2 separate regions of the Mus musculus genome follow, and region 1 is linked to region 2. The links are chromatin contacts, called in public promoter capture Hi-C maps. All regions are on one chromosome and are shown on one strand. The core of a region is the stretch at or near the end of the contact, and the rest is flanking DNA. Distances in the headings are between cores, read along the strand shown.

Region 1 (6,727 bases), core at 3,766-6,265, 250 kb after region 2:
AGATGGAAAAAAAATCAATCATATTCTTATTTGTTTATGAAACAGGAATCTGGTAAGAAATATATAATACATATATAAAAATTATTAAACATCACTGAGAAAAATTAAAGATTTAAAGAACTATAGACAATGGATCATAAGACTCAATATTATTAAAATGTCTACTTTCTCCTAGATAATTTATTGACTTAATGAAATCCCTATCAAATCCCAGCAATCCTGTTTGGGTTTTAGTCTGAAATGTCCCTCCACAGGCTTATTATATTTAACAGGTCTGGACTGGCAGAAATAGATCACTAGGGGCAACTTTTTAAGGTTCTATCAACCCCTAGTTCCAACTGAGGAGTCAGTCTCCGAGTCCATACTATGTAAACAAGCTACAACCTTATGTTCCTATCACGAAAAACTGAGCCATTTCCAGCCATGCCTTTGGAATCACCAAGACAGAATGAAATTCCTCTGAATTCATGAGCCAAAATAAAATTCTCCTCCATGTTTTGTCCTGATTGGTATTTACACTGATACAGGGGTATCTTACAGACCTCCTTCGGTTCATTCTGGTAGAAATTAGCAAATTGACTAGAAAAATAATGTGAAAATAGACATGAATCTACCCCATTAAGCATCCTAGTTAACCACTGGAGGAGAAAACGTCAGCAGTATTAAAGAAGGAAAAGTTAGTTACTCTCTGCTTCTCCAAATGGCCCACCTTCAGGGTGGGGTGGCCACCTGTAGGGACCTTCAACTTGGAGGTGATCAAAGCAGTAGAAGAGAAAGTCTTTAGGCCAGGATCCCTCGGGCACCCAGACCAAGTGCCCTATCTAGTTACCTGGAAGACTCTAGTGGAGAACCCCTCCCCCCTTCATGGATTAAAGCCTTTCTTTTCCCAAGACCTACCTCACAGATTCTGGCTGTCAGAAAAAAAAAGAAACCTGGGAGAAGGATCCAGACCTGAGAAGAAGACAATCCTCCAAGACCCTTCAACAGTGGACCTGTTGCTCCAAGACCCTCCTCCTCCATATCCCCCTACCTTTGGCTTCATTGCCCTGCCCCCGCCCCAACGCCAGCACCAGCTCTGGGATCCTCAGCCCAAATGGGACCAGGGCCATTGTATCCCCCTTTACCAGAGGGAGAAGCGAAGTCTGAGAGCCACCTCCACTGATACCGCGGTGGCCACTACCTCCCCTCCTTTTTCAGATAAACCCAAGGGTCCGATTAATCTCTTTGAGACTATTTTATTTACTCATCAGCCCACCTGGGATGATATTCAACAAGTCATGAGAGTGTTCTTTATGACGGAAGAGTGAGAGAGGATAATTCAGGAAGCCAGAAAGAATGCCCCCCCCCAAACATTGGGGCACCATTGACTGAACAGGCTGTCCTCTACAGCAGTTTTCTCCTGACTAGACCTGACTGGGACTTTAATACGGCAGAAGGTAAGGGGCACGTGAAGGTCTACTGCCAGGCTCCATTGGCAGGGCTCAAGGGGGCTGCACAATGACTCACAAATTTGACCAAGGTGTGTAAGGTTAGACAATCAGATGAGTCTCCTGCTGCCTTTCTAGAGTGACTCATGGAGACATCCATCAGTATACACCCTATGACCCCAGCATCAAGGAGCACAAAGCTACTGTGACAATGGCTTTTATAGACCAGGCTAGGAGAGACATCAGGGAAAAGCTTCAGAGACTAGAGGGACTGCAGGACGACAGGATAAGTCATTGAGGGGTTTAGTGCAGGTTGCTGAGAAAGTCTACCATGACAGGGAGACAGAGGAGGAAATGGAACAGAGAAAGAAAGAAAATGAAAGGAAGGTGAAAAAAAGAAAGAAAAGTGACAAGGAAGGAATTTACAGAGAATCTTGGCTACAGTAGTTATGGAAAGCAGAGAAAAGAGACTCCAACCAAAGAGAGACAGAAAACCTCTTGAAAAGAACTGGTGTGCATACTGCAAGGAGAGGAGCCACTGAGCCTGGGAGTGCCCTAACAAACAGAAGCCAGGGCGGGAAATCCCCAAACAGTGAAGGTGTTAGCCCCCAGGGAAGACAGTGACTAGGGAGTACAGGGTTCAGACCCCCTCCACGAACCCGGGGTAACTCTGAGAGTGGAGGGGAAACCCACTCAACTCTTGGTGGACACAGGGGCTCAACACTTGGTCCTTCTCCAAGCCGATGGTCCTGTTTCCAAAAAAAAAATCTTGGGTCCAAGGAAACACTGGCACCAAAATGTATTCATGGACTGCCCGAAGAACAGTGGACCTAAGAATGGGCCAGGTATCCCATTCATTTACTGTCATCCCAGACTGTCCCTACCCTCTGTTGAAGAGAGACTTACTCTTTAAGATGGGGGCCCAGATACACTTCCAGCCTGAAGGACCGAAACTAACTGGCCCAAAAGGAGAGCCCATGCATGGAAGAAAGACCTCTCTGACTGACCCCTGCCGTGAGCCACAACAGCAGTTTTCTCCATGCTGGTGAGAGACAAACGGGTGCTGTCATGGTGGACGGCACTAATGTCATCTGAGCAGAATCTCTATCTGCCCAGCAAGTTGGCACAGAAAGCAGAGCTAATTGCCCTCAACAAAGCCTTGGAACTTGGGGGCAGTAAGAAAATTAACATCTACACGGAGAGCAGGTATGCCTTTGCCACATAGCCCATGGCCACAGAGCTTTATACCAAGAAAGAGGACAGCTCATATCAGAAGGAAAAGAAAGAAAAAACAAGCAGGAAATCTTGGATCTCTTGGATGCCCAGATAAAGCCGTCAACTGTGAGTATTATTCACTGCCCAGGACATCAAACAGTGACTCAGTGGACCAGGGCAATAACCAAGCAGATCAAGTGGCTCAAGAAGTAGCTAAGCAGGAGCCTATCCCAGTTACAGACCTGAAAGAAACAACCGATGGGGAATGGAACTACATTAAAGAATGGCCTCACTTAAAATATATGGAAGAAGAAGGACTCAGATTGCTAGCCACCCTACCAACTACTTCCTAGAGAAGGAAGGGCAGTGGCACACACAAGAAGGAAAAACTATACTTCCCAGAAAACAAGCTGAGGACTTACTTGACCAAATGCATAGATGGACCCATTTAGGGGATAAAAGTTTGTCCAAGCAGCTAAGGGCTCTAAAGTATATATAATGGACCTCAGGTTTTGGGCCAGAAATATAGGAGAACCATGTAAGGTATGCCATTAAGTGAATGCTTATGATGCCAAGAGAAAACAGAGCAAAGATACCTAGGGGAGAATGGCCTGAAGTATATTGGGAGGTTGATTTTACAGAAGTTAAGCCAGGAAAATATGGTTACACATACCTTCTAGTGTTTGTAGATATTTTCTCTGGATGGGTTGAGGCTTTCCCCACCAAGCAGGAAATAGCTACAGTGGTAGCTAAGATGATATTAGAGGATATCTTCCGGAGGTTCAGTGTGCCCTAGGTAATTGGATCAGACAATAGTCCTGCTTCTGTCTCTAAGTAAGTCAGGGATTGGCAGAGATATTGAGGACTAATTGGAACCTCTATTGTGCGCACTGTCCCCAGAAATCAAGGCAGGTAGAGAGAATGAACAGAACTCTAAAAGAGACCTTAACTAAATTGTCCTTGGAGACTGACACTGACTGGGTGGTGCTCCTTCCCCTGGCCCTGTTCTAAGCCCAGAACACCCCCTACCATTTTAACCTGACCCCTTTTGACATCCTGTAGGGGATCCCCACTGCCTTGATCCTGGCTCTTGACAACCCCCAGAGTGACTTTTCAGGCTGACAGGGGTTTTATGGCTCGACTGTAAACTTTCCAGATCAGCCACCAGGAATTATGGCCTAAACTTAGTGCCCTATATATAACACAGGTACCCCAGACATTCCACACAAGTACCAAGTTGGAGACTGGGTATATGTTAAAAGTCATTGTGCTGAAATCTTGGAAGCAAAGTGGAGAGGGCCATTCCTGGTGTTGTTGACCACCTCGACTTCTGATAAAGTGGATGGAGTAACTGCCTGGGTTCATGTCAGACCAGCACCTGTGCCTGATGCCAACTGGACAGCAGCCAGACACCCAAGCAACCCCTTCTGCAAGGCCAGCGAAACAATGAGATGGCTATGGTTTATCTTCCAACGCTGAGCCTTGGCAGCCCCCACAACCCTACTAGGGTGACTTGGCAGGTGCTCTCAGTCACTGGGGATGTGGCTTGGTCCACTACAGAGGAACACCTACATTGTATCTGGTGGCCAGACCTTGCCTTTGATATCTGTGATTTATTGATGGGCCTTGACTACTGGGGTGTCCCTGCCCGGGAGACACATAGGAGGGATTTCCCAAATATGGAGGACGAGGGACTTATGAATATAAACCGTGTCCCAGAAGCAGCCTTAGAGGGTGTGGCTTAGGGTGCTGAAGAGTGTCCTGAGAGAAACTCCCATGTATGTGTCCCCCAAAAATGGAAAAAGCCAGCAGCTGGCCCATCAGTGTTGGGGGCCAACCACTTTTTCTGTGCTACCAGGGGTGTAAAACATCAGGAAGCACATACTGAAGACCATTCCAGGGGTAGTTAAAGATTCAATGGCCAAGGTGAGGGAAGAGCTAGACAAGCAGAAGAGAGAAAGAACAGTCAGGGTTATTCCGAGTCTTGGTTTAATTCGTTTAACTCCTCTCCTGGGTTAACCACTCTCATATCCACCGTGTTAGGACCCCTAATTGTTCTCCTGCAGTTGTTGACCTTGAGACCCTGCATATTGAACAAGCTTAGAGCCTTCATCAAAGAGAGACTAGGAGCAATATAGCTGATGGTCCTGCACCAACAATATGAGACCCTGAGGGCAGGACCTGAAAAGTATGTGTTAGTTACCCCAGACCCCTGAGCATACATAGCTCCAAAATTGGAGCTAGTACAAGGAAAGGGGGGGAAATGAGGGACCCTCGGGGCTTTTCCAGCCCCACACCCTCCTTACAGCTTCCCACTCCTGCCTGGAGTCAAGGCTAGGCCAAGTTCCATTCTCCACCCACAGGATCATTCTTCAGTAAAAATTTCTCAGAATGTTCTGACTGACAGTCACATGACCCTCTGGAAAGTCCCTGGTAGAGTTCAAATGTGTGTCATGCTTGTTAATGTAAAGGGTAATATGCTTAGCCAATAAGTTTGAATTATAACCTTGCTGATATAACCTGTACCCCTAAAAAGTATAAAAACTGCTTGTAATAGCCATTCAGGGTCACCTTCTTAGTAACTCACCTTGAGAGACTAATTGAAGGTCAACCCCAACACACTGGAAAATAAACCTCTTGCTTTTGCATTTAAAAAAAAAAAAAAAAAAGCTGGTTGTGGTGGCACACGCCTTTAATCCCAGCACTTGGGAGGCAGAGGCAGACAGATTTCTGAGTTTGAGACCAGCCTGGTCTACAGAGTAAGTTCCAGGACAGCCAGGGCTACACAGAGAAACCCTGTCTTTTTTTTTTTTTTTTTTTTTTAAACAACACATAGGTTCTTTTTTTTTAAGATTTATTTGTTCATTTACTATATCTAAGTACACTGTAGCTGTCTTCAGACACTCCAGAAGAGGGCACCAGATCCCATTACAGATGGCTGTGAGCCACTATGTGGTTGATGGGAGTTGAACTCAGGACCTTTGGAAGAGCAGTCAGTGCTCTTAACTGCTGAGCCATCTCTCCAGCCCAGAGAAACCCTGTCTTGAAAAAAACAAAAAAACAAACAAAAAAAAATATGTATGTACACTCCCACACAAAAAGGGGTGGAGTTAAGAGAGAAAATAATGTGTTTAAATGAGTTTACACCAGACAGGGTAATAATATGCCCCACCCCAACCCAAAAGCCATAAACTAACAAAAAACCCAATGCCAGGCATGAAAAACTTCCCTTAGAATTGTTGGCCATAGAGCCGGGCGATGGTGGTGCACACCTTTAATCCCAGCACCTGGGAGGCAGAGTCAGGCAGATTTCTGAGTTCCAGGCCAGCCTGGTCTACAGAGTGAGTTCTAGGACAGCCAGGGCTACACAGAGAAACCCTGTCTCAAAAAAACAAACAAACAAACAAACAAAGAATTGTTGGTCATAATAGTCCAAGAGACCCCAAAATACTATAGGCTACTATCTCTACCCTTGGTTGCTTCCCAGAACTTGCAAGTAAGCTCCTACTGCTGAAGACACCACAAACATTGGCCACAGGACATGGAAGAATCAGATTGGAACTAAAGTAGCAACCTCAATCCTGAGGACTAGCTATCATATAGTATTTGGAGTTCTAGGCGAGCTATCAAGGGAGAAAGATAATCAGTCCAAGTCTCTGAACCATAATGACCACCTCAGTATGGTATTACCAATGGTACAAATGTGGTACTGTTATCTTGGGGATAATGAATAGACGTAGGATCCTTTCAATTACGAGGTAATTCACGCTTGGTACTATACTACTGCATGTTGGCTGGAGAGGTTACAGGCTCTTTAAAAGAACCTACTACTACCATTTCCTAAACCAACAGAATTTGTAACAATAGTCTAAAAACTCATCTAAATACACAAATAAGTGTGTCTCTCATCCTCATAAAGGAAGCTTACTTTTGTAATAGACAATAGACATGCTACTACAGAGACCTACAACTGGTCGAATACAAAGAATAAGTTAGAATGGGAATTCACTCTACTTGGTACAACTACAACACAACCTCTACACTTAAGACTCACGAAACATTAAAACGTGCAATTTAATAAAATA
Region 2 (7,583 bases), core at 878-3,377:
AGGCCAGAGCCCTGGCTCTCCCAATTACTGAAATCCTAGCATTTCCTTCAGTTATCTGAATGAAACCTAGTTCTTGGCAGCCAAAGCCCAAGGTACAGACCACATTGGAGTCAAAGAGACTACTTACCCTTTGCCCAGTTTCTCTAAACTGGTACACACGCCATGTCTTTATTCTCTCCCCTCCCACTCATTATTCTCTGGTGACATGGGCCCCTGACCACTGTTTTTAAACACCCCTTTTCCGCCTTTCCTTCCTACTGTCCTTTGCCTCCATCACTGTGGCTATTTTTCTGTTCATCTCTACTTCCAGTTTCCAAGAACTGACTTTCTTTGAGACCAGGGGTTCTATAATATTCGCAAGGCTACAGCAGGGGTGGAAGGCAGACTTTCCCTTACTGTTGCCAGAGTCCTCTCCCACCCCTATGACCTCACTGGCTGCTCACAGGCACCAGACTTTCATATGCCCATGCACCTCCGTTGGGTACACATGAGTGTAGCGGATGACCCCTTCTTTCCCCCTACATTGCTCAAACCATTTCTAAGACGTCTTTGTTTTACCGCTCCTCTGCCACCTTTGTTTACTGTGTCCCTTTCTTATCTCTGTCACTATCTCCAGGGTTTGGGCCTCTTGGCTTAGCTTCTCAAACAAGCCCTATATAATCTGTTCCAGGTTTTCTAAACAATATCAAATTTCATTACCTCTGGGCCTTCCTACGCCCTTTAGGGCTCCCCCACCCAATGCAAATGTCCAACCTCAACTACTTCCTCCAGGAAGCACTTTCCAACTAGGCTGTATTCAAACCCCTTCAGGGCCTCCCTTACTTAGCCTTGCCGGTAAATCTAAAAGTACCACTTTGCAATTGTCAGTATATATAGCAATTATCAGCCTCTTTGACAATGATCAGCCTATCTGATTTACTGAACCTGAGATTCTCAAGGGCAGTGAATGGCCTGGCTCTACCCTAGCACATAGCACTGAGTCTTAGTCAATGAATATTTTCCTTTTTGTTTGTGGACTCGTGCATGCTAAGCAAATGCTCTACCACTGAACAACAATCTCAGACCCTTAAATGCCAGCCCAGTCAATGAGTACTTATTGAGTCAACTAAGAGGCATGGATAAGACTCTCAGCTTTTTCAACGCACGGTGGTCACTGAATTGCCTTTTACACTATAAACTTAAGCAGAGCCCCTTTCCTCTCTGAACCGTGAATGCCTATTTTAAAATGGGGGAGGGGGGACAATCATTCCTGCTAGCCAGCCCTGCCCCAGAATGATCCTTCCTAGAAGGGAGGTGAGAGACTCAAGCTTCTCCATCCCTAGCCTTCCGCATCTTCACCCAAACCTCTGTGTGGCAGTCAGGTTGTTAGTGGAATCAGGAATCAGCATTTGGGAAGACCCTCTGCTTCCTTCTCATATAGGAAAATTTACAGGGCAGAGTCTGGGTACCTAGTTTCCCATTCTCCAGCCTGGCCTCTGTTCAGACTGTGACCTGCTTTTGTAAGGAACCCCAGGAAACCCACAACCACCATACTTACAAAGATGAGTAGATTGAAGAGGAACATCATGACCTTAATGAATTTGAAGCACTGCATGGTGTGTCCTGGGAAACAGACATGCACAAATTAGGGCCTTACCTCCCACTTGCCCTGGGCTGGCTGTGTTTTTTTGAGTCCAACATCTTGTTATTTCTCACCAAATTTCCCCTGCATCTGGACTCTAATATCTCAGAACTTTTTCCAGTCCTTTTGTTGACACGTATGCCCACCTGTACTAGTTCTCAGATCTTAATATCCCCAGATCCCCATGCAGGTATTACAAGCCTGATCTCACACTCCAGACCACTCAACACCCTTGCCTGACACCTGTCTTTCCTAATCCTCTTTCTAAACCAATCTCAGATTCTTCAGTACCCACCAATGGCTTTTTCTAGCACCCCAAACCTGTTTTTAGACTGGTACCTATTCATAGATTAATCCCTGGTCTATGCCATCACCTGCTTCAGGGCTCTTGGCAATAGGTTCTGAACGGGATCTGTTGCACTCCAGAAGGAACAGAACAGCTCCAGGAAACTGCCACTCAGTGTGCTGGCAGAACGCTGAAGGAGCGGCTAGTCCTCGCAAAACACTACTCACCTACAGGTGGGGCAGGTGTTTTAAAACCTCCTGGCCGCAGGCCCGCCCGCTGGCCCCACCCAAGGCTGATTAGCCTTCTTTGCCCCTGCTGCCCCCTACTGCCTGGAGATAAGTTCCCAACACTGAAAGCAATAATTAAATCTCTACCTGGAAATGTCACCATAGACTCTGCCTCTCCTGAAAAGGGGTGTATGGGGCAGCAGTGTCAGGAGCTGGACAAGTAGCTTTCTAGAACTTTTGGGTGCCTCGCTCACAATAGTGTGATATGATTCTTACCTTGAAACTGTGTGTTTACTGGCACCCACATCTGCTCGAGCTGCCACCCATATGTTTACACACAAAACTCAGTCACGGGGGGCTGGTGAGATGGCTCAACAGGTAAGAGCACCCGACTGCTCTTCCGAAGGTCCTGAGTTCAAATTCCGGCAACCACATGGTGGCTCACAACCATCCATAATGAGATCTGACTCCCTCTTCTAGAGTGTCAGAAGACAGCTACAGTGTACTTACATATAATAAATAATAAATAAATCTTAAAAAAAAAAAGGGCTGGTGAGATGGCTCAGTGGGTAAGAGCACCCGACTGCTCTTCCGAAAGTCCAGAGTTCAAATCCCAGCAACCACATGGTGGCTCACAACCATCCGTAACAAGATCTGACTCCCTCTTCTGGTGTGTCTGAAGACAGCTACAGTGTACTTACATATAATAATAAATAAATCTTTAAAAAAAAAAACTCAGTCACGTATATAACATAGAGTGATACTCTTTTTTTTTTTCCTTTTTTCTTTTGGTTTTTCAAGACAGGGCAGGGTTTCTCTGTGTAGACCTGGTTGTCCTGGAACTCACTCTGTAGACCAGGCTGACCTCAAACTCAAAAATCTGCCTGCCTCTGCCTCCCAAGTGCTGGGATTAAAGGGATGCACCACCACTGCCCAGCAGAGTGGTACTCTTGAATGTAAATGAACATGTCTCACACTGTCTCTTGCGTGTTCACACACACATAAGTATATGCACACACTCGTGAGCACGTGCGTGCACGCACACACACACATATGCACACACAAACAAATGTACATTCATGTGCATACACTTATGAGAACACACACACATGCTCATACATATGCACGCTCATACATATGCACACACATACACTTGCACATGGGTGCACACACACACACACACACACACACTTTCAAGGATATGATCATGGTCCTCTGTTCTCACCACAGAACAGGAAATGGTTGTTTTTCCTCTTCCTTTCACAAAACCCACAAGACTTCAAGGTCACCGTCATCATCCTCTTCCTCCTCCTCCTCCTCCTCCTTTTCCTCCTCTTCCTCCTCCTCCTCCTTCTTTACATCCTTTTGCCTGCATATCTCTGATGTGTGAGCCTGGTTCTTACGGAGTTCAGAGCAGCCCATCAGATCCCCTGGAGTCCTGGAACTGAAAGTTAAGGAGGCAGTGAGCCACCATGTGGGTGCTGGAAATCAAACCAAGGTCCTTTGCAGCCTCAACCACTATGTCATTTCTCCAGCCCCCCCCCCCGCCCCCCCCCCACTCTTCTTTTCCCCCTCTCCATATTCTGGAATCCAGAGTATGGCCCTGGTCATTCTGCCAGCAGGTGGCACTATGGGCCTACAAAGGAGACACTATCACCCCAAGGTTCTGTAACCCTTCTTTTCTGGGGCTCCCTCTTTGTTTTCCTACTCCAAGCTTCCTGGTTGAGAGGTTCTTCACAAGTCCTTGCTCCCCAAATTCTGGTTCTGTCATTTCTTAGCTGTGTGGGCCCTGGGGATTTTTATTTGTTTATTTATTTGTTTTTATTTTTGTTCTTTCAAGACAGGGTCTCACTATGTACCTCTGGCTGTCGTGGTGCTATGTACGACAGGCTGGCTCAAACCTACAGAGATCGCCTGCCTCTGACTCCCAAATGCTGGGATTCTTTAATCCCATGTGTGTCACTGTGCCTGGCCATTTTTTTATTTATTTATTCATTTATTTACTTATTTATTTTAAAGATTTATTTATTTATTATATGCTTTAAGTACACTGTAGCTGTCTTCAGACACTCCAGAAGAAGGCGCCAGATCTCATTACGGATGGTTGTGAGCCACCATGTGGTTGCTGGGATTTGAACTCAGGACCTTCAGAAGAGCAGTCAGTGCTCTTAACCGCTGAGCCATCTCTCCAGCCCCATTTTATTTATTTTTAAATTTAAATTGTATTTAACATGTATGAATGTTTTGTGTGCATGTGTGTCTGTTCTGTGCACCCTGTCCAGAGGCTAGAAGAAAAGAGATCTCCTAGAAATACAGTTACAGACAGGAATCCTGTAAGTGTTGGAAATCAAACTGGGTCCTCTGGAAGAGCAGCAAGTGCTCTTAATGGTTGAGCCAACTTTCCAGCCCCTATTTATTTATTTATTTATTTATCCTGTGTGGGGGGGGTTGGGGGTGGGGGGAGGAGGGGTCTATATTGACCTGGCTGTTCTGGAGCTCCTGACTTGCCTTGAACTCAGAAACCTGCCTGATCCTGTCTCCAGAGTGCTGGGATCATAAGTGTGAGCCACCAACCTGGCTTTATTTCTTTCGAGAAGAGGTCTCACTCTGTAGTTCCAGACTTGCCTCAAACTTGGACAGCTGAAGCAGGACTGTGTCAAGCGCTAGGATTGCAGTTGTGAAACGCCACACCCAACTAACTAGAATTCTTGGTCGTCCTGCCTCAGCCTCCCTAATGCTAGAGTTCCAGGTATGTGTCATCCCACCCCACTACTCTGCCGAGATTTGTTTTTCTGTCTCCGTTTCCTGGTCTGTGTAAGAGAGTAGTTGACTCAGAACAAGGAGCACTAAGAGGTCAGAGCAGAGAGCACTACTAGCGTGATTATGGGATGGATTTAGGGGAGGGATGATGATGGGAGAGAGATGGTATGTGTGTGTCCTGCTAGGGACAGCACCCAGGGCTTTGCACACCAGAGACAAATGCCCTGTCGCTTGAGCTACGTTCCCTGACTTGAGGAAGTGGATTGATTTTTATGACTACTTTTGTTTTCTTGAGAAACGGAGTCACCATGGAACCCTGGCTTGTGTAGGACTCACTATGTAGCCTCAGTTGACCTTGAACTTGCAATGGTCTTTCTTCTACCTCTACCTCACAAAGTGGGGGAATTTCTGGCTTGTGCCACTACACCCAAAGAAGTGGGTTTTTATTTGTGTTGGTGAGTGCGTGTGTGTTCATGTGTGTGTGTGTGTTTATTCACATGTATGCAGGTGCCTACAGAGGTCAAAAGAAAGTATCACCTGGAGGTGCTGGGTGTCTCCTGCAAGAGCAGTAAGCATTCCTAACTGCTGAACCATCTCTCTAGCCCGGAAGTGGATTTTTTAGTTTGTTGTTTTTGATTGGAAGGAGGCAACTGTAGAGACAGAGAAAGCAGATAATATTACAGGTAATAAGCCAGTGGGACATGCCTGTATTAGCAGCTACTCTGGAGGCTGAGGCAAGAAGATCTTTTGATCCTACAAGCTTAAAACCCTTCTGGCCAAGAGGTGGTAAGATCCCATCTCAAAACTGAAACAAATGGGCAGAGCTTGGTGGTCAGTACCCATTATCCCAGCACTCAGGAGGCAAGGGCATGTGGATCTCTGAGGTCCAGCCAGTCAGAGCCATTCCAAACTATACTATAAAGCTTGCCTTAAATGTGCAACATGCTTTGGATTTTTTGTTTTGTTTTTTTGCACAACAAAACTATAAAATAGACTTTTGTTTTTTTTGTCTGTTTGCTCTAAGTTGTTTTTGTCTGCTTATTTGGTTGGGTTGGGATTTTTGTGATTGTAGGTCCCACATAGGCCATCCACTGACTCTATGAAGCTAAAGATGACCTCAAACTCTTGAAGCTGTTGGCTCCCACCTCCACATGGGTTTTAGGTGGGATTATAGGTGTATATTGCCACCATTTTAGACTTTCTTTTTAATCCATATTTTCTTTTTTTTTTCTTTTCTTTTTTTTTTCTAAACAGGGTTTCTCTGTGTAGCCCTGGCTGTCCTGGAACTCACTCTGTAGACCAGGCTGGCCTGGAACTCAGAAATCCGCCTGCCTCTGCCTCCTGAGTAGGCGTGTGCCACCACGTCCGGCTAATCCATATTTTAAATACAGGGAAAAAAACAGAAGCCCAGAAAGCCAAAGGACCTGTTAGGGTCACATAACTTGTGACTGGTAGAGCCAGAACTCAACCTGTCAGTCTACCCTAGACACTAATGGAATCTCTAAGGAGGCAGGCAAGTGACGTCCATGAAGATCCGGGATGGAGACTTTGGCCCAGAGCCTGAATAAGGACAGAGGCTCACAGGAATAGTGGCTAAAAGTTAAGGAAGTCAAAGTAGGGCATGGTGAGGCCCCAAGGTGCAGGAAGGATGACAGAAGAGAGACAGAGGCCTAAGGTGTGGAGAAACTGGCAAATCCAAATCCTCGGCTTCTTGGAGGGCAGGGTGACACTGTCATTCCTGTAGGCCTCCCACAAGACCCGGGAAGCCAGGGTTAGAGCCTCTTCCCCGTCATCCACAGGGCTTTCTCTTTCATCTCAGGAAGAACCCTGGGAGTTCACATTCTTCTATGTCCTGGTCGTTAACGAATATCCTGAATAAACAAATAATGAGCCTAGAGCAGCAAAAGATGGACGTGACCACTCTGGGCTTCAGACCCTCACTGCCTCTGATTCTGCGGCTACGCCTCACCAAAGCGGTTTCCTTACACTGTTAAGCTTCGTTATTTAGCGTCCGTATCCTTGGGTTCACCCAGTCGCTACATTCATCCAGAGTCACAAGACCAAGTCGGTGTCACTTTTGCAATTACGCACAGAGCATGTGCACAGAGGTAAAGGATCTGAGTGCCTAACATACACTTCTAGCTGAGGTCTGTGCAGTAGGACTTCCTGTCCTCACGAACGATTTAGCTCTTATAAACCAATGCTTTCCCAGGAGGCTAATTACGATCAATATTTTGCATTCGATTTCTTAAGGTTTTTTTTTGTTTTGTTTTGGGTGTTGTTGTTGGTGGTGATGATGATGATGATGAAGGTGCTGGTCCAAATAGCCCCAGCTGTGCTGAATATTATCTAATTCACACAAGAAAGCTGTGGTATACTTTAGAGGAAATGTTTGTGTTAAATACCCCACTTTCCCTTGGTGCTTCTGCCCCCCTTTTTTGTTTTATTTTGTTGAGACAGGGTTTCTCTGTATAGCCTTGACTGTCCTGGACCTCACTCCATAGGCCAGGCTGGCCTCGAACTCAGAGATCCACCTGCCTCTGCCTCCCAAGTGCTGGGATTAAAGGCCTGTGCTACTACACCTTGCTTTAGTATTTGTTAACTCAGTGTTTAGGGTGACTTAGTAAACTTCCCACTACTGCGAAGACTGAGTATTGACATCTATAAATAAGATTAACATTAGAATCTC

The links. Promoter capture Hi-C pulls out the DNA fragments that hold promoters and counts their contacts.
Region 1: a contact with region 2 is called in a promoter capture Hi-C map of trophoblast stem cells, with 4 times the contacts expected there. The contact joins the enhancer-like site here to the promoter of Tspan1 in region 2. A contact is called at or near these places in 26 of 39 promoter capture datasets (the 3T3-L1 cell line, the C10 cell line, the HPC-7 cell line and 15 more), 13 of 484 Hi-C or Micro-C datasets (the C2C12 cell line, the G1E-ER4 cell line, bone marrow-derived DN2 thymocytes and 3 more), 8 of 115 datasets of contacts at active chromatin or transcription factors (bone marrow-derived macrophages, cardiomyocytes, embryonic basal ganglia and 3 more) and 5 of 9 other capture datasets (adipose tissue, embryonic stem cells, liver and 2 more).

Annotation. Positions count from the first base shown.
Region 1 is chr4:116,417,331-116,424,057 of GRCm38.p6, forward strand. All of the region lies in intron 3 of Mast2 (microtubule associated serine/threonine kinase 2), which reads right to left. Among named protein-coding and RNA genes, the nearest start is that of Mast2, 44 kb to the right of the region's middle. Within about 2 kb of position 5,016, at least 33 of the 459 cell types and tissues checked have an H3K27ac peak or open chromatin away from gene starts, as enhancers often do. A contact at or near this core is called in macrophages and trophoblast stem cells, where this site is marked.
Region 2 is chr4:116,165,471-116,173,053 of GRCm38.p6, forward strand. It overlaps Tspan1 (tetraspanin 1), which reads right to left and starts at 2,128. Exons shown (of 8, transcript NM_133681.4): 1 at 1,996-2,128; 2 at 1,538-1,602. The coding sequence starts at 1,594.